Regions from separate parts of the Mus musculus genome. Here regions 2 and 3 are each linked to region 1. Evidence: chromatin contacts called from public promoter capture Hi-C data. All regions are on one chromosome and are shown on one strand. The core of a region is the stretch at or near the end of the contact, and the rest is flanking DNA. Distances in the headings are between cores, read along the strand shown. Region 1 holds the start of Dcaf1 (DDB1 and CUL4 associated factor 1). Region 2 holds the start of Nicn1 (nicolin 1). Region 3 holds the start of Mon1a (MON1 homolog A, secretory traffciking associated).

Region 1 (4,507 bases), core at 950-3,449:
GGAGTACGGGACAGCTGGAGCTGGATATCGAGGCTCTGTCTTGAAAAAAAAATTAAAGATTTATTTATGTATACAAGTGTTGTACTTGCATTTATGTAGGTGCACTCCATGCATGTATGATGCCCAGAGGCCAGAAGAGGGCGTCTGATCCCCTGGAACTGAATTTCCAGGTGGTTGTGAAACCATTTGGGTACTGGGAATCAAATCCTGGTCCTCTGAAGAGCAGCCAATGCTCTTTCATGTTAGGCTCTCTCCAGCCCCCAAATCTGTATCTTTTTTTGTCTGTCTGTCTGTTTTGAGGCATTATCTATCTAAATGTAGCTCTGGCTATCCTGGAACTCAATGTGTACACCAGGCTGGCCTCTAACTCAGAGATCCACCTGCCTCTGCCTCACATGTGCTGGGATTAAAGGCATGTGACACCATGCCCAGCGAAACTCTTCATTCAACATTACTACTTTTGATTTCTCCTCCATAAAGTTGGCTAGCCTTATCTGCCCTGGTGTTGAGAATAATGAGTGTAATTAAAACATTTGATTTAGGGATGGAGAGGTGGCTGAGCAGGTAAGAGCACTGACTGCTCTTCCAGAGGTCCTGAGTTCAATTCCCAGCAACCACATAGTGGCTCACAACCATCTGTAATGGGATCTGATGCTCTCTCCTGGTGTGTCTGAAGAGAGTGACAGGCTACTCACATAAAATAAATAAATCTTAAAAAAAAAACCATTTGATTCAAGTCTGCTATAGAGTCTAAATAAATAATGGTCATTATAGCTCAAGAGACAAGATTTCAGATGCACAGGAGAAAGCTGTGTTGTAGCAAGAGCGTGATTACAAGTTATATGCCTGTAGCACTGCTATTCACCCTCTAGAATTTGTATTTCAAGCAGCTGTTACTCCAAGCACATAATTGAGTGAGGAAGGAACGAAGTGCTCAGGTGGGTGGGGGTAGGGTGGTAGTGGATTTAAGCCCTAAGATACTGGCTGCTGCTTTTCTCTTTCTTTCTTTCTTTCTTTCTTTCTTTCTTTCTTTCTTTCTTTCTTTCTTTCTTGCTTGCTTGCTTGCTTGCTTGCTTGCTTGCTTGCTTGCTTGCTTGCTTGCTTGCTTGCTTTTCTTTCTTTTCTTTCTTTGTCTCTTCTTCTTCCCCTTCCTCTTCCTGCTTTTTTTTTTTTTTTTTCCAGAGGGAAATCTCTGTAGCCCTGGCTGTCCTGGAACTCACTCTGTAGACCAGGCTGGTCTTGAACTCAGAGATCCGCCTGCCTCTGTTTCCCAAGTGCTGGGATTAAAGGCATGCGCCACTGCCACTACCACTCTTCTGATACAGGCTTAGTAACAGCCGTAGAATCTGATCATGACAAGAGGTCCACAGTGTCTTATAATTTCCACAAGAACGTATTGGCTGTAATCGCTCTATGGAAACGCACAGAACTCGCTCAGAATGCCAAGAACAATAGTGAGTTGCATGAATCCTGACGTCTGGGTAGGTTTTGTCAAGATTCTGCTCAATTGTGGAGTTATCGTAATCTTCCATGTTATCACACAGAATCGCTGGGTCAAAACCAGATCCTTCCGATGCAGCTTCCCTTTGGTTTGTGAAGTTAGGCAAGTCATTTACTGTGGGTTTCATTTTCCTTAACTCTAAAATTGATAAATTGAATTAGATGGCCTCCGTGATTAGTTGTTTTCACCAAAGGGCTTTCATTTTTCTGCCTCACATATAATACATGGTAACTGATGTTTTTTGATTCCTGTCGAATATGTTTTTAACAGAAAGACAAAGGAAAACCGACGAATTTCTAACGAGTACAGTTGTTTCTGAATACATTTGTGTGAAATGCATTCTTTGACCCTGGCATCCTTCCGAGCCTGATGTGGCAGTGTCCTACTGAGCCCTTAGATGACACAGGGTAGAATTAAGTAAATTCGGGCAGCCCGGGCTTTTAGAAAGATCTATTCCTTCCTTTACTTTTCACTTCCGCCTTAAAGAAAACTACGAATCCCAGAAGTCAATGCGCTGAGGTGGTGCTTAATGGTAGGTCTAGCGCCATCATCCCTCCCCCGCCCTTAAACGCGGAAACTTCATTTCCCAGGAGCGCTTTGATGTCCCTCGGCTCCTCCCCCTTCCCCGCTCCGGAGCCTCGCGCCAACGTTACACACCCGCGCGCGCTGAGTGCGCGCGCGACCAGTACGTAGCCTGCGAGTGACGCATAATATGTGGGCCGCTCAGGAGCCGTGGTCGCGCTGTGTGTGTGTATATGTGTGTGTGTGAGTGAGTGAGGGAGAGTGAGTGCGGGACCAGAGGCAGTGTGTGAGAACCGTGGCCGCTGGAGGGGTCGGGGGGAGAAGCGGCGGAGCCGCTCGCGAAGGTGAGCGGGGTTAGGAAGGGGCCGGCTCTCTGGCAGGGGCACGAGGAGAGCGAGCGCGCGGCCCGCTGGGCGGGAGAGTGGGCGCCGCGCTGGGGGGAGGGGCGGCACCTGCTTCGGCTGCGGGCGGCGAGGGGCTGGGCGAGCCCACCGAGGCGGCTGGGCCCGGGGCCTGACGAGGCTCTCCTTCCGAGCCCGGGCCCGGGCCCGGGGGCGGGGCCTCCGGCTCCTTCCTCCCGTCCTGTAAAGAAGCCTCTTTAGAGTAACTCTTCCGCCGGGGTGTGGAGGGCAGGGGATGCTCGCCTCTACCTAAAGGAGGTGCTCTTTGAATCTCTCTCTTCCACTCCAAGTCTCTGTCCCTCACGGGACGAGGGGCATCTTCTTTCCCATGCCGCCCGGCGGACCCCTTCAGGAACGGTGTCCCCGCCTCCAGCCTCAGTCACCTGGGCGGGCTTTTCCCTCGGTCGGCTCCGTGCCACCTCCCACTTGCACCCTCCCGGCTCTCCGACCGGGGAGGGGGCGGAGCTCGGCGGGAACCCCTCCCACTTGTACAATGCAGTAGCGAGGGGACGGGGAGAGAGGTATGTGGGTGTCCAGACGCCCAGAGTCTGACCTAAGGTTGCCTGCCAGGTTTCCCCAGCGCTTATTCCGAGGGCTTTTAGTTGTTTGTTGGGCTTTCAAGGGCATTTGCCATACTTTGTCTTCTGTTCCTAGAAAGTGTCGGTCCGTTTCCTCTTACTGCTGTGGTTTTAACATTTGATGAGGAAATACTCTTGCGGTGTGTCTAGTAGTAGTTTTTGAGGAACAAATGACTCGTTTTTTGTTTATCTTACGTTGCTCTTTTTTTTTTTTTTTTCCCGGAGCTCATTGTAGTCTAGGCTGGCTTCGAACTAAGATATCCTTTTATCTCTGCCTCTAGTATTGTAATTAAAGGCGTCTGTTACCACTGCCGGGTTTGCTGTTTTTTTTTTTTTTTTTTTTTTAACTTTCAGGCAAAGACTTTTAAGTAGCATGCACGTTTTAACTTATTGTAGCACTATCTTCCTATTGCAAGCTTTTGAAGGCTTTTTTTCTCCTTGGATTTACTGGCATTTACCTTCAAGGCTTTTATAAGCATATGTACATTTCAGTCTGATCTCAAGATTTGTGTTTTTGTTTTTTGAGACAGGGTTTCTCTGTGTAGCCTTGGTTGCCTTGAAACTCAGTTTAGACTAGCCTGGCCTCGAACTCAGATCTGCCTGCTTCTGCTTCCCCGAGCACTGGGATTAAAAGTGTAAACCAGCCGGATGGTGGTGGTGCATGCCTTTAATCCCAGCACTTGGGAGGCAGAGGCAGGCGGATTTCTGAGTTCAAAGCCAGCCTGGTCTACAGAGTGAGTTCCAGGACAGCCAGGGCTACACAGAGAAACCTTGTCTTGAAAAACCAAAAAAAAAAAAAGTGTAAACCAGCACTGCCCCACCTTAAGATTTGTGTTTGTATATAGCAGTTACTCATTAACCATTTCGAACTGGGATTTTTTTGGGTTGTTAAGGTAATTTGAGGAACTTTTTTGAGCATAGTATTTACTGTTAACAGTGTTGTGTATTTGTTATTTTTTTTTTTCTCAGAAATCCACCTGCCTCTGCCTCCCAAGTGCTGGGATTAAAGGGATGGGCCACCACTGCCTAGCATAGCCCCTCAAACTTTTAAGTAGGAAACTAAAAATAAGTGATAATCTTTCAGTTTCAACTGTTAACTGCTTGCTGTATCTTCTTGTGTTAATTTTATGGAATTTGAGCTGGTAGGTACATCACCTCTAAATACTTTGTACACATTCTTATGAGTGAGGAAATTTCATGTGTATAAATTGATATTTTAAACATTTACGAATTCATATTCTGTAATATAGAATTTTCACTAGCTCCCACAACTGTTTCTATTTAATAGAGAAGTTGAGTTTTTTTTCCCCCAAACAATTTGATACTTAGAGAAGTTAAGTAAGAATTCACAGACATTTCAGCAGAGTTGGGATTTGAGTTCTTTTAAATTGTTAATTCTTTTCTGGGATGTGTCATTTGTGTGGTCTTGAAAATCTCTCTAACTCATTTCCTTATCCATAAAAGTCACCTCACAGGGTGGCTGTGAAAATTAAGCATGTAAGTTA
Region 2 (4,507 bases), core at 859-3,358, 1.5 Mb after region 1:
AATCCTAACTTCTTGGAAATTCAGGTAAACAGTTTAATTTCATCATGGTGACGTGGATCTTTAGTATGAGTGATTCCATTTTTATTTTTAGCCTAGACTATCAGGAAATAGTGTAGGAGCTTAGCCCAGTAACTATGGCTCTTTATAATTTCTTCTTCAACAAGAGTACAATTTGGCTTATATCTATCATGATGCTACTTCTCAGTAACTCGTTTAATTAAAAAATATTGCTTAAATCTTAGCTAAACATTTCTTTGTGCATTATGGATATATGTTGTGTTTGGTACAATGTGTGTGTATGTGTGGGTACGCATGCCTGTGCTCCAACATTTGGAGGTCAGGGAAGGATCTGGGTGTCCTCCTCTATGCCTGTCTGCCTTATTCCTTTCACAGTCTCTCATTGAACCAGAATCTCCCTATTTGGCTAGGCTGGCTGGCCATTGAGCTCCCAGAATCCTCTTCTCCATCCTGCCAAATGCTAGGGTTACAGACATGCACAGTAGTGCCCAGCTTTCTTTTATTTTTAACAGAGGTTTGGGGGACTCGAACTCAGGTCCTCAAGCTTGCATAGCAAGTGCTCTTACTCACTGGATCATTTCCCAGGAATCCCTCTTCCCACCACACATACACAAAGAGAGGGTGCCTCTGTGTAGTCTTGGCTGTCCTGAAACTTGCTCTGTAGACCAGGCTGACCTCAAAACTCAGAGAGATCTACCTACCTCGGCCTCCTGAGTGCTGGGATTAAAGTGTGTACCACCACTGCTAGGTTTAATTTTAAGCTATGTGTACGCAATGCACAAGGGGCTGTGTAGGGGTATGTACACATAAGTTCAAATTTCCCTAGAGGCCAGAAGAGAGCATTTAAGTTACAGGCATTCATTGGAGCCTGATGGGAGTTTTGGGAACTAAACTTCATTCTCTGGAAAAGTAGCAGGGGCTTTTAACTGCTAAGCCATCTCTCCTGCTGCATGGACTGAAATTCCTGACCATACACCTCAGATTCTTTAATGTTCCCAAATGCCTCAATATAAAATGTAAAAGGAAAACTTGGTAGGTTGGCATGATAACACATACCTTTAATCCCAGAATTATGGAGGCAGATGGATCTCTCTGAATTTGAGGTTTGCTTCATCTACATCTGTAGTGAGATCTTGTCTCAAAAAATAAACAAATCCCAAACCAAGTATTTGCCTCTTCTCCGGTCAATCAATTTATTGACTGTTTTGCTTTTTTTTTTTTTTTTTTTTTTTTTTTTTTTTAGCTAGGGCCTCACATAGCCCAAGCTAACCTGAAACCTACTACATTCATGAGATTAGCCTTGAACCTCTGATCTTACCGATTCTGCTTCTACCTTCCAAGTGCTGGGTTAACTAAAGTGTCACCAATGCCTGGCATTTTATTTCTTAACTAAATTTTACAATTTTGGTGGGATTACAGGAGTGAATCAATACCTTGTGACCCCACTTTGTTTGTTTGTTTGTTTGTTTTTGAGACAGGACTGGCTTGGAACTCTCTTTGTAAATCAGATTGGTTTTAAACTCTCAGTGATTCACCTGCTTCTGACTCTGCCTCCTCAATGTTGGGATTAAAGGCTTGCACCAATATACCTGATCTGGTTTGTAGTTTTAAAAATACCATAGTTCCGAGGTCAGGAAAAGGTGCCATATCCCTTAAGTTGCCATATACCTCGGGTTGTACCCAGATGGATCTTGTGGATGCTATGGAGAAATAATTCCTTTGTGTAACATCCTTGGCTGTCCTGGAACTCTCTGTAGACCAGACTGGCTTCGAACTCGGAGACCTGCCTGCCTTTGCCTCCCAAGTGCCGGGATTGAAAGCGAGTGACACTAAACGCCTGATTGTTTTATACATCTTAACCTAATAAAGTAGCAGAATTTAAGTGAGGGATAAGACAGCCCAAAGCATTCTGGATCCTTTGGATAAAGAACGGCTCGACGGTTGCCCGGAGCAGCCCGGGAGGGACTTACAGACGCGAGGATGATTGGTTGAAGAAGAACTTCCGTTGACATTTCCGACTCTTGACCCGCCCTGATCATCGGTGATTGGCTGAACTGTTACAAACGTTATGTGGCCTGGGAGTTGTAGTTCTTTTGGTTGATAAGGGACGCCAATAAGAGCTAGTGGTTGGATGGAGACTGTGAGCGGTGATTTTGCTTGGTTGTAATCTCCCAAATCATGTCCCGTGTGTTGGTGCCCTGTCATGTGAAAAGCACTGTAGCCCTGCAAGTGGGCGACATGAGGACCTCTCAAGGTCGGCCTGGCGTGCTGGTCGTCGATGTCACTTTTCCCAACATCGCGCCTTTCGAGGTGAGCAACCCCCCATATAAGCGATCAAGGCTTCTGGGCGGGGAATACCTAGTAACTTGGGCGTTTCCTAGGCATTTACACAGCTTCTACAGTGTCTCTTGCTTTTGCGAATTGGGCCTATTCAGAAGCATTTACAGTCTTTATTAATAAGCTTTATTAAATAGACTAGAGTTTCCCGTCCTATCCTCTTCAGCATCTCTTCCCAGTGCCCAGGATATCACTGGAACTACAATTTGAATCTCAGTACAAGTGAGAGGATATTTGATTTCGGCCGTAGCTGCAATCGTCAAACAATGATGCAAACGTACCATTCCAGTGGCCCCTGCCACAGGTCAGGTGCAACCTAGCCTTCATCTAGGTCCTCCTGGTGACTTGTTTCCAATCCCTAGTTGTTCTTCCATTTCAACTGACAGTGACAGGGCGTTGCATGACCTCAACACAGGACAAAGGCTACCTCTAATGGCATAGCATCCTTCCCTTACCCACCCTCTTGGCTCTATGTGCTTTGTATTACAATATGTCATTCTCTCGCAAGATGTTGCTTCCCAACAATCTGGGGAAACCTAGTTAATTGATCCGACCCTGGAAAATCTGAGTCAGTGTGTTTGAGGTGGATCTTTGACATCTATATTTTTATTTACTTATTTAATATTTTTATTTTAAAAAAGCTTTATTTTAAATCTATGAGTGTTGTTTTTGCATGTCTGCATATATACCTTGTGCATGGCTGGTACTAGTAGAGGCCAGAAAAAGGTTCTGAATCCTCTGGAACTGGAGTTATGAACAGCTGTGAGGTGCCGTGTAGGTGCTGGGAACCAAACCTGGTCCTCTGCAAGAGCACCAAGTACTCTTCATTGCTGAGCCATCTCTCTAGTCCTGATATCTGTGCTTTTGTGTGTTTTGTTTTGTTTTGTTTAAGTTCCATAGGTGATGCTGGTGTGCATCGAGATGGAAACTACTGCTATGGCAGTTGGTACTCTAGGCTCCCCAAACCCCTCCAGTGCAGGATCCTACTATTCTTCTTTTTTGCTGTTGCTTTTTGTTTTTCGAGACAGGGTTTCTCTGTGTAGCCCTGGCTGTCCTGGAACTCACTCTGTAGACCAGGCTGGCCTCAAACTCAGAAATCTGCCTGCCTTTGCCTCCCAAGTGCTGGGATTAAAGGCGTGGGCCACCACTGCCCGGCCCTACTATTATTCTTTTTTTTTTTTTTAAAGATTTATTTATTGTTATATGTAAGTACATGGTAGCTGTCTTCAGACACACCAGAAGAGGGCGTCAGATCTCATTACAGATGGTTGTGAGCCACCATGTGGTTGCTGGGATTTGAACTCAGGACCTTCAGAAGAGCAGTTAGTGCTCTTAACAGCTGAGCCATCTCTCCAGCCCTCTTTTGTTGTTGTTGTTGTTGTTTGTTTGTTTGTTTTACGAGACAGGGTTTCTCTGTGTAGCCCTGGCTGTCCTGGAACTCACTCTGTAGACCAGACTGACCTCGAACTCAGAGATCTGCCTGCCTCTGCCTCCTGAGTACTGGGATTAAAGGTGTGCGCCACCACGCCCAGTTCCTACAATTATTCTTATTCTGGTCTAAATCTGCTAATTCTGAGAGAGAGATGGAGAGAACTTCTGCTAGTACCAGGCTAAAGGACATACTCAGGTTCTCTCACTCTGGTACTTTTTAAAATTTGCTACTTTTGGGAGGGGTGGGGATCTCAAAAATCCCAGAGTGGCCAAGAATAGGGGAAGCTTATCATGAACTTCTGATCCTCCTGCCTCTACCCCTCAAGCACTGGATTACAGGTATACATCACAGGTGTACATCACAGGTGTACATCACAGGTGTACATCACAGGTGTACATCACAGGTGTACATCACAGGTGTACATCACAGGTGTACATCACAGGTGTACATCACAGGTGTACATCACAGGTGTACATCACAGGTGTACATCACAGGTGTACATCACAGGTGTACATCACAGGTGTACATCACAGGTGTACATCACAGGTGTACATCACAGGTGTACATCACAGGTGTACATCACAGGTGTACATCACAGGTGTACATCACAGGTGTACATCACAGGTATACATCACAGGTATACATCACAGGTATACATCACAGGCCTGGTTTATGTATTACTGGGCATCTAGCGTAGAACTGCAAACATGCTAACCAAGG
Region 3 (4,507 bases), core at 516-3,015, 1.1 Mb after region 1:
CAACTGAGGGGAGGAGAGGACTGATTTCAGCTCACAGGCCACAGTTGATCCTTAAGGAAACTCAGCACAGGAACTTTTGAAGCAGAAACCAGGAAGGAACCCATGTTGCTTGCTGGCTCACTCAAGCTGAGTAGCCCAGGACCACCTGCCCAGGGAATAACACTAATTGCAATGAGCTGGGCACTCCTGCATCAATTAACAACTGAAACAATTCCCCACAGACACTGTGTCAAGTTGAGAACTGAAGCTGATTAGAACAACACCCAACGTAAGATGTGCACACACACCCCTGCACATATTCCCATACATATTTGCACATACATGAACACAGAACATACATATGCACACAAAAGAAGACCTCGAACTCAGAAATCTGCCTGCCTCTGCCTCCCAAGTGCTGGGATTAAAGGGGTGAGCCATCACCGCCCTGCTCAAAAATTCTTACTTTAGACTCGTATAGTGAAATAATATGAAATGAAGTATATAGGGAAAACTTGTATAAATTATATTTGCTTCAAGGTAGGAACCTGGAAGCCAGAGCAAGCAAAGAGAGGAAATCCTGAAAGACCTATGGAGACTTGGAGAAGTTCCACTCCCCTTCTCAGTCTCCACTGCAAAGGAACGAACTCCCTCTCACATGGGACGCTTCCCTTACCCAGCATTTAAGGGTCTGGTAACCCTGTGGAAACTATCTCCAGGAAAAGGTCACAGGTTGTCATCATGTCAGTCACACATATGCCAGTATTATGGAGCCAGATTTCAAATTTGCATGGGAGAGAGGGAGGGAGGGAGAGAGAGAGAGAAAGAGAGAGAGAGAGCACACATATGCCAGTATTATGGAGCCAGATTTCAAATTCGCATGGGAGAGAGGGAGGGAGGGAGGGAGAGAGAGAGAGAGAGAGAGAGAGAGAGAGAGAGAGAGAGAGAAGAGAAGAGAGAGAAGAGAGAGATCCCCAACTTCTCCGACCTCCTTAGGGAGCCTGTCAAACTGCAAGGAAAAGTCAGAGGTTTTTGACTTTGTCCTTTATCTCAGAACTATTGGGATGACTAACCATGAAGCTTGAAAAGTAAGCAAATTGCTTCAGATAAAATATAAGTAATACTAGCCATTCCCTAATTTTGCTTCTTCAAACTATTCACCAGAAATAAGGGCTGCTGGGAAAACTTGTTTTCCTGTTTTTATTACTTTGTGTCTAGGAAATTATAAGCAGTGGTTCCTTGCCCTTAGAAATCACCCAGGAGCTTTTTCAAACAACTCCGATGCCTCGTACCTCACATTCATCCCATTAAGTAAAAATCTATAGGATAGTGTCCAGGCATTAATGTTTTTTTAAAAGCTCCCCGGGTCAGTTTATGTGAATTGTTGAGAATTGTGCTTTCTATTGCCTTAAAATAATATACTGTGACCAGACTTAAGGTCTTTTTAAGCAACAATTTTTGAGTCTTTTCAACACGTCCGCGTCTTGTACAGTCTATGTGGTTGTGCTCACTAGTGGCATTTATCCAGCTCCCTAAACTTATCATCTTTCCATGATCGGTGGGGAAATACTGACGTTCGTTCTGGTCCCTTAAAGTAAACATCTAGTGGGTGTTTGGGGGGAAGGGTAGAGGACCCGCCTCTAAGACACGGAAGAAGGCGGTGCCAGGTGAGGCAACCCGGGTCCTAGGTCAGACCCCGCCTCTGGCATCGCCAGGCTCGGGAGCCCGGAACCGCTCCCGCAGCTTTAAGGCTGCGGAGAGTTACGGACTACATTTCCCACAATGCACACAGGGGCGGGCTGGGGCTGGCCAAGAGGCTGGAACCGGGCCTCCGCCACCAGAGGCCGGTGAAAGCTGTCTTCCTGCGCCGGTGGCCGGTTAAGGGTCGGCAGGAGAGATCGGTTCCTCCGCTGTGGCCATGTCTGTATCCTCCAGGGGCGGTAGCCCCGCGAAGTTGCACTCTGAGGCCAGGCACTGCTGGACACTTATATCTCCCCAGGGGTCTGGCAGAGGGCAGTGACTGGTACCCTCGGTAGGTCCTGTGTTTCCCCAAGAAACAGGTGAGTTCGACTGCTAACCCACGTGGCCTGGGGGCGGCGAGAGGCGGGCAAGCTGTCATCTTTAGAGGGAGGGGCTTGAAAACTAGGGGGGGGGGGTGTCCCGGCCATCTACTGCCCCGATAGGGGTACTGCGGCTCTTTGGGGTCCTTTAGCCGGCTGGTCCCAGCTAGGCACTAAGAAAGATGAGGCGAGAACTCATCCTTTGGCCGGGAGAGCAATGTCCCATAGGCAGCAGACACCAACCCCCAATTCGGACATATTCGGCCCACAGAGTTCTCTTTAAAAGGAGGATGGTGGAGCGAGGCAGGCAGGTCTGAAAGGGTGAGCCAACCCTTTCTAGGTAGAGTTTGCTTGGGAACTGTGAGCAGCCTTTGTCAGGAAGGGGAGTGGCCTCTAGAGGTGACAAGGAACTAGGCTCATTGTAGATCCTGGAGGCATCCTGCTGAAGCAGCCACATCACAGTCCCAATTGAGCCCTGACTGTCAGACTTTCTGAGTCGTCCTCCCAAGTGGACCAAAGGGGTCAAGATCAAATTTGAAGCGCTGTTAGAACAGGAAAAAAGATCAAGGTTGTTTGAAGCTAGTAAGGAGGGGCTTTTGCAAGACCCTCCTCTCTCAGGAGCAATCTGAAGGAGGGAGGCGCATTGGAAGGAGGGACAGCATCAGCTTTTTGTTTGTTTGTTTGTTTTTGTTCTTGGTGATTTTGTTCATAGGCTCTGCTAGAGGCTTCTAGGAAAAGTTGCATGCCCTGGGAGCACTTAGAGGAACTGCCTAAAAAGTGTTCCTGTAGAGACCACTGGAGCTGTTCTCAGACACCTCCCTTGCATAACGGCTCAGGACCAGCTTTTCCAGGAGCACTTGCTGCAGAAATCAAAGTCTATTGGAGGTGGGAGGTGGGCTTTATCTGCTCCACTCAGCCTTCTTGCCTGAGTGTGTGGGTATCCAGAAAACGGTTCGCTTCACCAGGCCTTCTGGTTGGAACCCCAGACTGACCTTGGAGAGGATAAAAATGCTATATGATCTCACATAGAAGGAGAACTTTTGTGGAAAAAAAAAAAAAAAAAAGCACCGGCTAGCTCTAGACAGCTGGCCCTGCTCCGTTCCCTGTGCAGGTCCTATGCTGGGGACACTCAGGAACACTGGATTTATTTAACCCTCAGAAGCACAAAAAGTGTCCTGAAGGAGCATGTTGTCAGGACGGCATAGCTGGTGTAGAACTTGTTTGGAGTTTGAAGGCAGAAGTACAAAGCCACAGAGAGGGCATTGTGCAGACCTAGGAGGTAGATAAATTTGGGAGAGATAGCTAGAAGCAGCTGAGAACTGGCAACCTGGCTCTGCAACTGCAGAGAAGGTAAGAACAGCTTGCTTGATACCGGGGAGGCTGAGGCCCGTGGCTCTTTGACCTGATGTCCTGGGGCAGGGGAGAGGGGGTCAGAAGGAGGGGTCCCTCAAACTAGAGCTCATGCTTCCTGAGGTCAGAAGTATGTTTGATCAGGTCATTCCTCAGGCCCTGGCTGACTGAGAAATCTTCTAAAGGATTGATTGGCAGGACAGAGACCACTGGACCTGTGTGTAAATGCAGTCTGAGTGCTAAGAATAACCACAATGTGCTAATAGCTTCAGCTGAGTATAGGGTATGCTTACTCTGTATAGCCAGGCCACATGTATTATCTCATTTAATCTTCCCACCCCATACATCATTCCTGGCTGTTTGCAGCCATTCGGTACCATTTTATAAGTAAGAAAACGGACCAGTAAAACCAGTTCCTCCAACTGCAGAGCTGCTTTTCCTGACTACTTCCAAGGACAAGCTGTCTCCACAGGCAAGAGTTTTCTTGCCTGACCCCAGGTACACTTGAACTGGGTGTTCTTCACACACCTTTTCTTTTCTTTATCCTCCAAAGATGTGTTAAATGCCGATTTAATTCCTCCTGCACATGTCTAATGTAGCAGGCCACAGAGTGACCTTCAATCTAGGGAAAGAAAAGCCCTGGTGAGCAGATATACTGCTGATAAGGTATTCCGACAGCAGCATGAAGTGAGGGAGTGAGTCACTGTGCTAGCCTAGGAAGAGACTTAGGGTGTAGGTAGACTGAGGGCAAAGGTCAAGTGAAGAGTTCCGGCTACGCTGGGCTGATGTAGAAAGGGGGCAGGAAGAAAGGGTAGAAAATAAGCTCCGAGAAATGAAGGAGAAGGGATCAACTGAGGGGCCTGGTGTGCCGTTGGGGGAAGTGACTTTCTTGCTAAGTGAGGTAGTAGTAGTGAGCAGAGGAAGGGCCTGACCCGACCTACCTTTCAGAGGCTCACCTCGATTACAAAGGCCGACCTGCTGGGACACATTACTACTGGTTAGGAGGTTGTGACAATTATTTGCTAGGGGGATAATAGCGGCTTAGACCCACCAGGTAATCAGGGAAGAGATAAGAAATGGTCAACTATTGAACCCGGTGTGCTGGGTGGTGGTGGAGG

The links. Promoter capture Hi-C pulls out the DNA fragments that hold promoters and counts their contacts.
Region 2: a promoter capture Hi-C map of neural stem cells shows a contact between it and region 1. The contact joins the promoter of Nicn1 here to the promoter of Dcaf1 in region 1. A contact is called at or near these places in 3 of 39 promoter capture datasets (cranial neural crest, neural stem cells and pre-B cells) and 1 of 9 other capture datasets (liver).
Region 3: a contact with region 1 is called in a promoter capture Hi-C map of pre-B cells, with 4 times the contacts expected there. The contact joins the promoter of Mon1a here to the promoter of Dcaf1 in region 1. A contact is called at or near these places in 2 of 39 promoter capture datasets (the C10 cell line and pre-B cells).

Annotation. Positions count from the first base shown.
Region 1 is chr9:106,819,725-106,824,231 of GRCm38.p6, forward strand. It overlaps Dcaf1 (DDB1 and CUL4 associated factor 1), which reads left to right and starts at 2,200. Exons shown (of 24, transcript NM_001373930.1): 1 at 2,200-2,367.
Region 2 is chr9:108,288,335-108,292,841 of GRCm38.p6, forward strand. Nicn1 (nicolin 1) reads left to right here and starts at 2,109. Exons shown (of 6, transcript NM_025449.4): 1 at 2,109-2,328. The coding sequence starts at 2,197.
Region 3 is chr9:107,886,364-107,890,870 of GRCm38.p6, forward strand. Mon1a (MON1 homolog A, secretory traffciking associated) reads left to right here and starts at 1,766. Exons shown (of 6, transcript NM_028369.3): 1 at 1,766-2,039.